2 separate regions of the Sus scrofa genome follow, and region 2 is linked to region 1. A link is a contact called in public Hi-C data. All regions are on one chromosome and are shown on one strand. Each heading gives the region's core, a stretch centred on a gene start, on an enhancer-like site or on the middle of the called end of the contact. The rest is flanking DNA. Distances are from core to core; before and after follow the strand shown.

Region 1 (4,128 bases), core at 573-3,072:
GCCAGTTGTAGAAAACCCTGTGTATTTCCACCCACATGGAGTTTCTGAAGAGTAGGAGGCCACTTTTAGGCCTCTAATTAAAGGCCTGACATTTTGTTGTTAATTTTCCAGTTGTTGGAAGAACTCTACTTATGCAAGTGATCCTAGTTTTAGTATTTGAAGGATTTTTTGTTTCTTTTAAAAAGTTAACTTTGGATTGGATCCGGTATATGTAATTTTGGAATGTATATTGGTATTACATGGCTGATTTGACTCTTAGACTTTGCCTACATGGGCATAGTGAAGTGGAGAGAGATGCAGTTACTCAAATAAATGAGGTTATTGGACTCCATTTTCATAGTCCCTTCCAGGTCGAATAACTTTCTGATTCACTTCCCTGGAATGCTGTTGGTAGAGAGGATTTGGTGTCTGAATTATTAGCCAGGTTTTGTAGATAAAGTTCTAAGTTGTTGGTTCTGTTTTTTGATTCACTTTTTATGTAGAAGTAGCCCAAACTTATTTAATTACTTTGGTTATACAGATGAGTACTTTTCCTGAGTACTTTTTACTTGTTTGGTAACAGCCTTTGAGATGTTTCTTAGAAATCTGCTACTCTTGAGAATTGTGGCATTTCGGGTCTCAGGGGTTTTAGTTGGCTCTGTTGTTTGTTGAAGGAAACCATAGTTAACCCTGAAGAGGATTCAAAAATAATGACAACAATAGCAGCAACGGTGTTAATGCTTCACCACTCTTTTCTTTTTTTCTTGGCTGTGCCTGAGGAATGTGGAAGTTCCCAGGGCCAGGGATTGAACCTGTGCCACAGCAGCAACTCAAGCCTCTGCAGTGATGCCAGATCCCTAACCCGCTGTGCCATAGGAGCACTCCTCCACCACTCTTTTTTGATTTCAGTAACCTCACAACAACATGATGAAGCAGATACTGTGATTGCTGTTTACAAAGGAGGCAGCTAAATCTCAGAGAGGTTAAGTAACTTGCCCTAAATCATATTGCTAGACAGTGGAGTGAATAGCATAAGATGATCAAATTGCAAGGGGAACCTATACATCTATAACTTGTGTTTCTACTGGGTTGTGTATAATCTCTAGGTGATTTTTTTTTTTTTTAGTGGTTTTTAAATTATATTCTAGGATTAAGCAGAGAAAACCTTTCAAGGTGATTCTCTTCTCATTGTTACGGAGGGAGAGGTGGTTGGAAATGGGGTGGAATCTTAGCATTTGTGTAATGTACATATCCCAGGCACATCCTTTTGGTTGTACTTATTTAAGACTTTAGGTGATTGAGAATTGATTCTGGGGACTGTGTAATGGTATCACAAAGACTATTCTTGGCACCCTTTGTCCCAGTCTGGTTCAGGGACAGATTAGGAAACTTATTTCTTCCTCCTTTTTAAAAAGAAGAATGAAAAACATGTTTGACTGGCACTTCCTCCTCAGCAAGAGGCCTGCCTGACTACAGTTTGATTTAGTTCCTTTTGTTCTTTGTAGAGAACAAATAAAATTTCTACTCAGGTGGCTGTAAGGAGTACATCAGGAGAAAGTTCCTTATCTTTTTAAAGAAGCAGAGCAAATATTTTTCTTCAGACAAAAGAGAGACTGTGCAGTTGTTTTAGTCCTATTGACTTCTTGCCATCATCAGACTTTGTCTTGTTGGAATTTTTAGTGTGTTTAGGTCCTTGGGAATTGGTAGACAAGCTCTTCGGTAGTCCTGAGCTTTAGTTTTTTCTTGATAACTGCTATTTGCAGCAGCTCTTTCCTTGTCCTTGTGATTCCTGTAAGAACTTCAGATTGCATCACAGTTTTCTGAATCATACGATGTTTGTGACCTATATTTTCTTCTTCCTCTTGAGTAACATGAGGTCAGAAGGTCAGATTTTTTTAGGAATTGGATTGCTGCTGTTTTCAGCACATGTTATAAGATTATAAATGATTTATATGCATTTCTTTGAAAGTACTTTTACTGTTACACTGTGGGACAAAAGACCCTCAAAACTCATTTCTGCTGAACTTCTCTCTAAATTAGGTAAAAGAATGATTGGCTCCCAGAAAATTACAGACTCAGTTAAGGGTTAAGGTGAACAGATGGGAACTATATTTCTGCCACCTTCCGGGTTCGTAATTATTCAGCTGTGTGGCAGTTTTGTTTCCAGACTTTTGATCTTAAACCATGAGTTGTCAGGGTCATCAAGGAGATTATTTCCTTCCAGTTAGTTCATCCTTAGTTTATTCAGGAGGTTGGCCTTCGGTGTGTTGACATATTCAGTGTGTAGATATTTATATCGTATGCTACTGGGGGTGAAAACTGTATTATGAGTATACAGGCTTGAGTTTGCAGTCACCCATTAGGGAACTTGGTGCTGTATGTGACTGGCAACTTGGAGTTATGTCTTTCTATAGAATCTTTCTGACTTTTTATGTTTTAATATTCCAGGGAAAAAAGCTCTTAGCACAGGTGATAAATATATTTTTCCTTCTGTATTTGGATGCATCTAGTTGTGTACTTTTTAGATTGTAGCCTTTCATGAACTGTAAAGAGCTGATTATTGTTTGATTTTTTATAAGTATTTATTACTTTTTAAATTTAACAACTGAAGAGAACACTGCCTTTCCTGATGATTAAGTCATCTATGATCCTACCACCCAAAGGTAACCATGGTTTAATACTTTTTCTATTTCTTTTGTATTATTAGTCTCAAAGATTTTTCTTATATCACATTGTGTATATAATTTTGTATTTTGCTTTTTTTCACTTAATGTGTTTTTTCCATATCATTAAATATTTAAAATTAAATTTTGAATAGATAATTTTAAAAATAAAAATGGGAGTTCCCAGCATGGCTCAGTGGAAACGAATCCAGTTAGCATCCATGAAGACACGGGTTTGATCTCTTGCCTTTCTCAGTGGGTTAAGGATCCGGCGTTGCTGTGAGCTGTGGTGTAGGTTGCAGACTCAGCTTGGATCCCACGTTGTTGTGGCTGTGGCGTAGCTCTGATTCTACCCCTAGCCTGGGAACCTCCATATGTCATGGGGTGCGGTGCTGAAAAGACAAACAAATAAATAAATAAATAGTAAAAATAACATAAAACAAAAACATTGAGAAGTCTAGCTTTTGGAATTCCCATTGTGGCTCAGTGGATTAAGAACCTGACTAGTATTCATGAGAATGTGGGTTCGATCCTTGGCCTTGCTCAGTGGGTTAAGGATCTGGCATTGCCGAAAGATGCAATGTAGGTTGCAGAAGTGCCTTGGATCTGGTGTTGCTGTGGCTGTGGTGTAGGCCGGCATCAGCTGCTGCTCCGATTCGACCCCTAGCCTGGGAACTTCCATGTGCTGCAGGTGTGGCCCTAAAAAGATGAAAAACCAAAAAACAAACAAAAAGAGGAGTCTAGTTTTCATCTTTGTCTCCATTCACCTTTTTCCCTCAGTCCCTAATAAGTGACCATTAATTTCCCCTTGCTTTTCCCTCTTCTGAACACTGTATCTTGTAGATCTCTTTTATTGGTACCCAGAGAATCTTGCTTACCCTATTAGTCATCTCTTCCCCTTCATATGGACACTTGGGTTGTCCCCAATTTTTGCTGTTACAAACAATAAGAGGTAGTAATTAAAGGGAAAAAATAAAGTGTTTACTCTGCTTCAGTTATTAAGGGAAAGTTCTCTCCAGAAGAATGCCAGCTAATAAATGTAGAAATAATGATGGGAGTGGAAAATCAACATGAAATAATTTAAGAAAGAATCATCAGTAACTGCTAAACTGTTAAGCAAAAGGTTGAAGAGAAACAGGGTGCCAAACGTTAGCCACAGGGGCTAATTGTAAAGGGGGAAATACACCTTTATAAAGAGAACCTGGCTGATACAGACTCATCTTAGTGATCATGTGTTGCCAAATGATCATGCCGTTTACCGTCTAACTAACTGAGACAGTCTGAGGATATGATGTGCTGCATCACGAAGGACTTGGACAGCATCACCCGTGAAGCATTCTTGCCCAGACCACTTAACCTAAATCTGGTCAGTGTTTACAAGAAATATACAGAGGCAAGCTAAATGGCACTATGAAGAAATAACCAGACTAAACTGGGATATAACTGTCAACTACAGGTTAACTATCCTGGTCTTTTTTTGGGGGGG
Region 2 (4,128 bases), core at 633-3,132, 290 kb after region 1:
ATTTCCTCAGAGCCCAGACATAGAAAGTGAGTGGGCCTCTCCAGCTGCTCTTCCAAGGGAAAGCTAAATGCCTCATTCCTATTCTTCTCTCATTGCACTTTGAGGTTTGTTTTTCTGTTTTAGACAGAGTCCCAGATTGAGGCTCAGAAAGTTATTGAAGCCCCTGATTCACATGTGGTATTTCTGAGCACTCTTAGGGCAAATCTTGGTTTGTGTTTGGCATGGTTTGTCTCTTACCTCTTCTGTTCAGCTGCATCAGCATGTGCATTCTGGGTGACAGGAACATGGCTTTTAAAGTCAGATATTCCTAGTGGAGTCCCAGCCTTGCTACTTACCAGTCTGGTGACCTCATCTGTTAAATGAGAGTAATAATGCATACCTTTTAGGGCTGATGAGGATTAAGGAGTCAAGACACAGAAAGGGTTCAGCATAAAACAAGCACCTAATACACTGTAGCTATTTTAAAAATAGATCCTTTTTATCTATCTGCTCCTTCCTTAACCAATTCTCTAGTCCTATTTTGGAGAAGGACAGAAAGTTATCTGTTCTAATGGATGATTTTTGCCCATTTGGCATCACCAAAGGATCTATGAGAAGGGGAGACGAGGTGGAGTTTTACCTGGCAAACAACAGGGCCTTTTAATGGGATCAGTGTTCTTTTCTCTCAAAAGGTGACCAAACGAGCAGTGCAGGGACAGGGAAAACCTTGAAGACAAAGAAGATGGGGAGGAGTGGTCAGGAAAATCAAGCCCAGGGCAGAGGTGAAGTTGCCAGCTACCAGGAAAGAAAGGTTCCAGCTTCGGGGTTTTGAGGTTACTGCGCCTGCATGCTGAGGCCCGCCCGCCCCGCAGTCTGGTGACCGTAGGACCCGAGGCGCGTGCGGCAGCGCCCTCTGCCGGCCACGCCAGGGCAAACCATCAGCTCTGCTGCTCTGCAGGTGGGACCCGGGATCCCTCCCGCTGCCTCCGCCCCCGCTCCATCCCTTCCCAGGACTGCACAGCCCGGTCCCAGATCAGATTTCGGGAGACGCGTCTCTATCTGATGCCTTCGGGCTGAGCAGGATGATGCTCGGAAACATCCAATTCACCCGGGGATCGGAGGCCGCGGGAAACCACCCAAACCCAGGAGAGGCTGCGCCTCTTGGGACCCGGGGCCAAAGCCTGCTGGGCTGTCGGAGGTGGTTTGGAAGTGGCATCGCCTTTGGCCAAGACCGCGGGTTCTGCGGACAGAGAGGAGCCCTGGGTTCGCTTTCTGCCTCATCTATTTTCAAGCTAGGTGACCTTGGGCAAGGTACTTAAATTTCCCTGTGCCTTAGTTTCCTCATCTTTAAGATGGAGAAAATGATCCCGACCTTAGTGGGTTGACATGACGATTACATGGGATCAGACTGCCTGGGTTGGAATTCTGGCACTGACATCAGCTAGCTGTGTGCCTGGGGCGAGTTACTTAACCTCTCTGTGCCCCTGTTTCCTGCAAAATAGGGATAATAACGGTACTTACCTCCGAGGGTTGTTGCCTGCAAAGCGCTTAACACAGTGCCTGGCACAGAGTAAGCGCTCAATAAATGGTGGCTATTGTGGTTGTTGTCGTTATTATTGTTCTTAAGACCGCTGAGCACAGGAGCAGAACTCTAGCTGGCGGCTATTATTAGTCTCTTTCTTGGGTCCGACTATTTCTTTCCGGGCATTGTTAAAATCTTTTACCCGGCGCTTGCGTCCTTATCAGTAGCCGAAGGACAGCCGGCCTTCCCGAGTTTGGAAAATCGAGGTTCCCCTGGAGTAGGGCCAAGAACGCGGCCGCGGGCTGCAAGGACCGGGACCTCCCGGGAGGATGCCCGCGCCACGCCGCCTCCACCCGTGCCTCCATTAGCGCGCGTCAGAGCCGCAGTGACGTCGCCAGGTCCGCGGGCGGTGGGGAGGCGCGGCCTGGACACGCGGGAAGCCTGGGGTGGCCGGGATGGCCGGGGTGGCCCAGCCGCGCGGATGCCCTGCTGTTCCCGGCGGCTGCAGCCGAGGCAGCCCAAGGAGCTGCGGGAAGGCCCTGGCCGGGGTTGGCTCTGCAGCGCCTGCCGACGCCTCGCGCACCCAGGCTCCGCCTGCAGCCCGGCGGGGAGGCAGGAGATGCCGACACCCGCCCGCGCCCCCAAGTCCGCCCAGCCCCGCGCGGAGCTGACCTCCCGGGGCGCTGCTCAGCGTCGGCGTGGTCCTTCCCTTCCTGTCCTCTCTGGCCTGCACCCGCCCCAATCTCATTCCTTCTGGTCCCCACCGACCCACTCAGTTTCTTCTTCCTCTGCCCTCCTCCGGACCAACTCATTTGCCGCGAGTGGTTAATAACCACCCACAGGAGGCGCCTCCCACTCTCAGCTCCATCCGCAGTGCTCGGCGCGCCCATCTCTTCGCTGGCGGGACAGTTCCATTTGGCTTGCCCTGCACGCACCTCCAACTCGCAGCGTCTGGCTCCTGTAATTGTCCATCTCAGTGATGGCACTCCCAATCACCCCATCATCGCAGCTGCCTCGCATCCCCCCCACCCCCAGCACCTCTCCAGGCACTCTCCATTTCTCCATCCTAATTCCAGCCAGCTTGGCTTAGGTGTCCCTCTCTCATTGGCTATTAACAAATTCTCCTCAAAGAGCTCCCTGCTACACTCCCGCCTCCTTCAAATCCATCCTTCACACACCGCCAGAATCTACAATCGTGTCTGGCCATGCCTTTCTCTGCTTAAGGCTGCCCAGCCTGGGACCCCCCCAAGCCCACTCTCCTCTGCCATTTTCTATCGGACACCTTTCGGAGCTTGTCTTGGGTGTTGGACCCTGCTTGAGACCACCTGACCCAAGGTCTTGGGTATCTTTACTGCTGTTGAACCCCTTCAAAGGAATTTACACCTTTCTCCCCCTCCTCCTCCAGTTGGCTTCCTCTTACTCATTCTCCAAAGCTTAAGATGTGAGTCACCTCTGCAAGACCGCCCTCCCTGTTCTGCTGTCCAGCAGAGTGACATGTCTCTGGGTCTCCAAAGCTTTCTATCTCGGCACTATAGTGGTATTCGGCATAAAGGCCTGACCTTTCCAGAAGGCCTATGAGGCCTGTATGGTTGGTGCACCATCCCCCACCCCACCCCCAACTCAGCTGCGGCCACACTGGGGGTCTCCCTTCCTGGTCAGTGTTCACCCTCCCACCTCCCACCCTTTGTGCAGCCTCTCCTTCCTGCCTGGTGTGCTTTTCTGCCCTTCCTCACCGCCTAAATTTTTGGCTCTCATCCTAAGTAAGCATCGTTTCCTCAGAGACCCCATCCTTGACCCCTCCCCACCTCACCCCCAATTCAATCAAATTCTCCTTTGATTGATCAAAGCATATAAAAAACACACAGAGGAGTTCCCGTCGTGGCGCAGTGGTTAACGAATCCGACTAGGAACCATGAGGTTGCGGGTTCAGTCCCTGCCCTTGCTCAGTGGGTTAACGATCCGGCGTTGTCGTGAGCTGTGGTGTAGGTTGCAGACGCGGCTCGGATCCTGCGTTGCTGTGGCTCTGGCGTAGGCCGGTGGCTACAGCTCCGATTCAACCCCTAGCCTGGGAACCTCCATATGCCGAGGGAGCGGCCCAAGAAATAGCAACAACAACAACAAAAGACAAAAAAAAAAAAAAAAAAAAAAAAAAAAAAAAACACACAGAGAATAATACCCTTAACACGTGTTAATTCTTTACCCTTCCCCTGCTTACCCCCCACCTGCCAAGGCTTAACATTTGCCGTATTTTCCTCAAATCTTGTTTAAGGACATAAAACGTTACAGATCTAGGTTGAGCCTTCTGCACCCATTTCTGCCCCCTGCCTAAGGTACTCGCTCTCCTGCATTTGGTGTTCATCAGTCCCATACATGCTTTTGTATTTTTTTTCCTGCATATGTTTGTGCCTGTAAACACTTCATAGGCTTGTTTGGCATGTTTGTAAACTTTGAAGAAATGGCATTTACTGGATGTATCATTGTGTAACTCACTTTTTTCACTCAGCATGATTTTGAAAGGTAACCACACTGATACATGTAATTCTGGATCATACATTTTCACTTCTGATCAGGGTCCCTTTGGATGAGTTCGCCACACTTTACCCATCTCCTTCGGGAGGACATTCAGC

Evidence for each region. Hi-C and Micro-C count contacts between places; a contact is called where the count stands out from the background.
Region 2: a Hi-C map of skeletal muscle shows a contact between it and region 1, with 2.5 times the contacts expected there. The contact joins two enhancer-like sites. A contact is called at or near these places in 4 of 47 Hi-C or Micro-C datasets (liver, mesenteric adipose tissue, retroperitoneal adipose tissue and 1 more).

Annotation. Positions count from the first base shown.
Region 1 is chr2:15,961,024-15,965,151 of Sscrofa11.1, forward strand. The region is part of intron 1 of AMBRA1 (activating molecule in BECN1-regulated autophagy protein 1); the gene reads left to right. Among named protein-coding and RNA genes, the nearest start is that of AMBRA1, 28 kb to the left of the region's middle. Within about 2 kb of position 1,823, at least 31 of the 83 cell types and tissues checked have an H3K27ac peak or open chromatin away from gene starts, as enhancers often do. A contact at or near this core is called in retroperitoneal adipose tissue and skeletal muscle, where this site is marked.
Region 2 is chr2:16,252,424-16,256,551 of Sscrofa11.1, forward strand. No RefSeq gene overlaps it. Among named protein-coding and RNA genes, the nearest start is that of CREB3L1, 34 kb to the left of the region's middle. Within about 2 kb of position 1,883, at least 35 of the 83 cell types and tissues checked have an H3K27ac peak or open chromatin away from gene starts, as enhancers often do. A contact at or near this core is called in retroperitoneal adipose tissue and skeletal muscle, where this site is marked.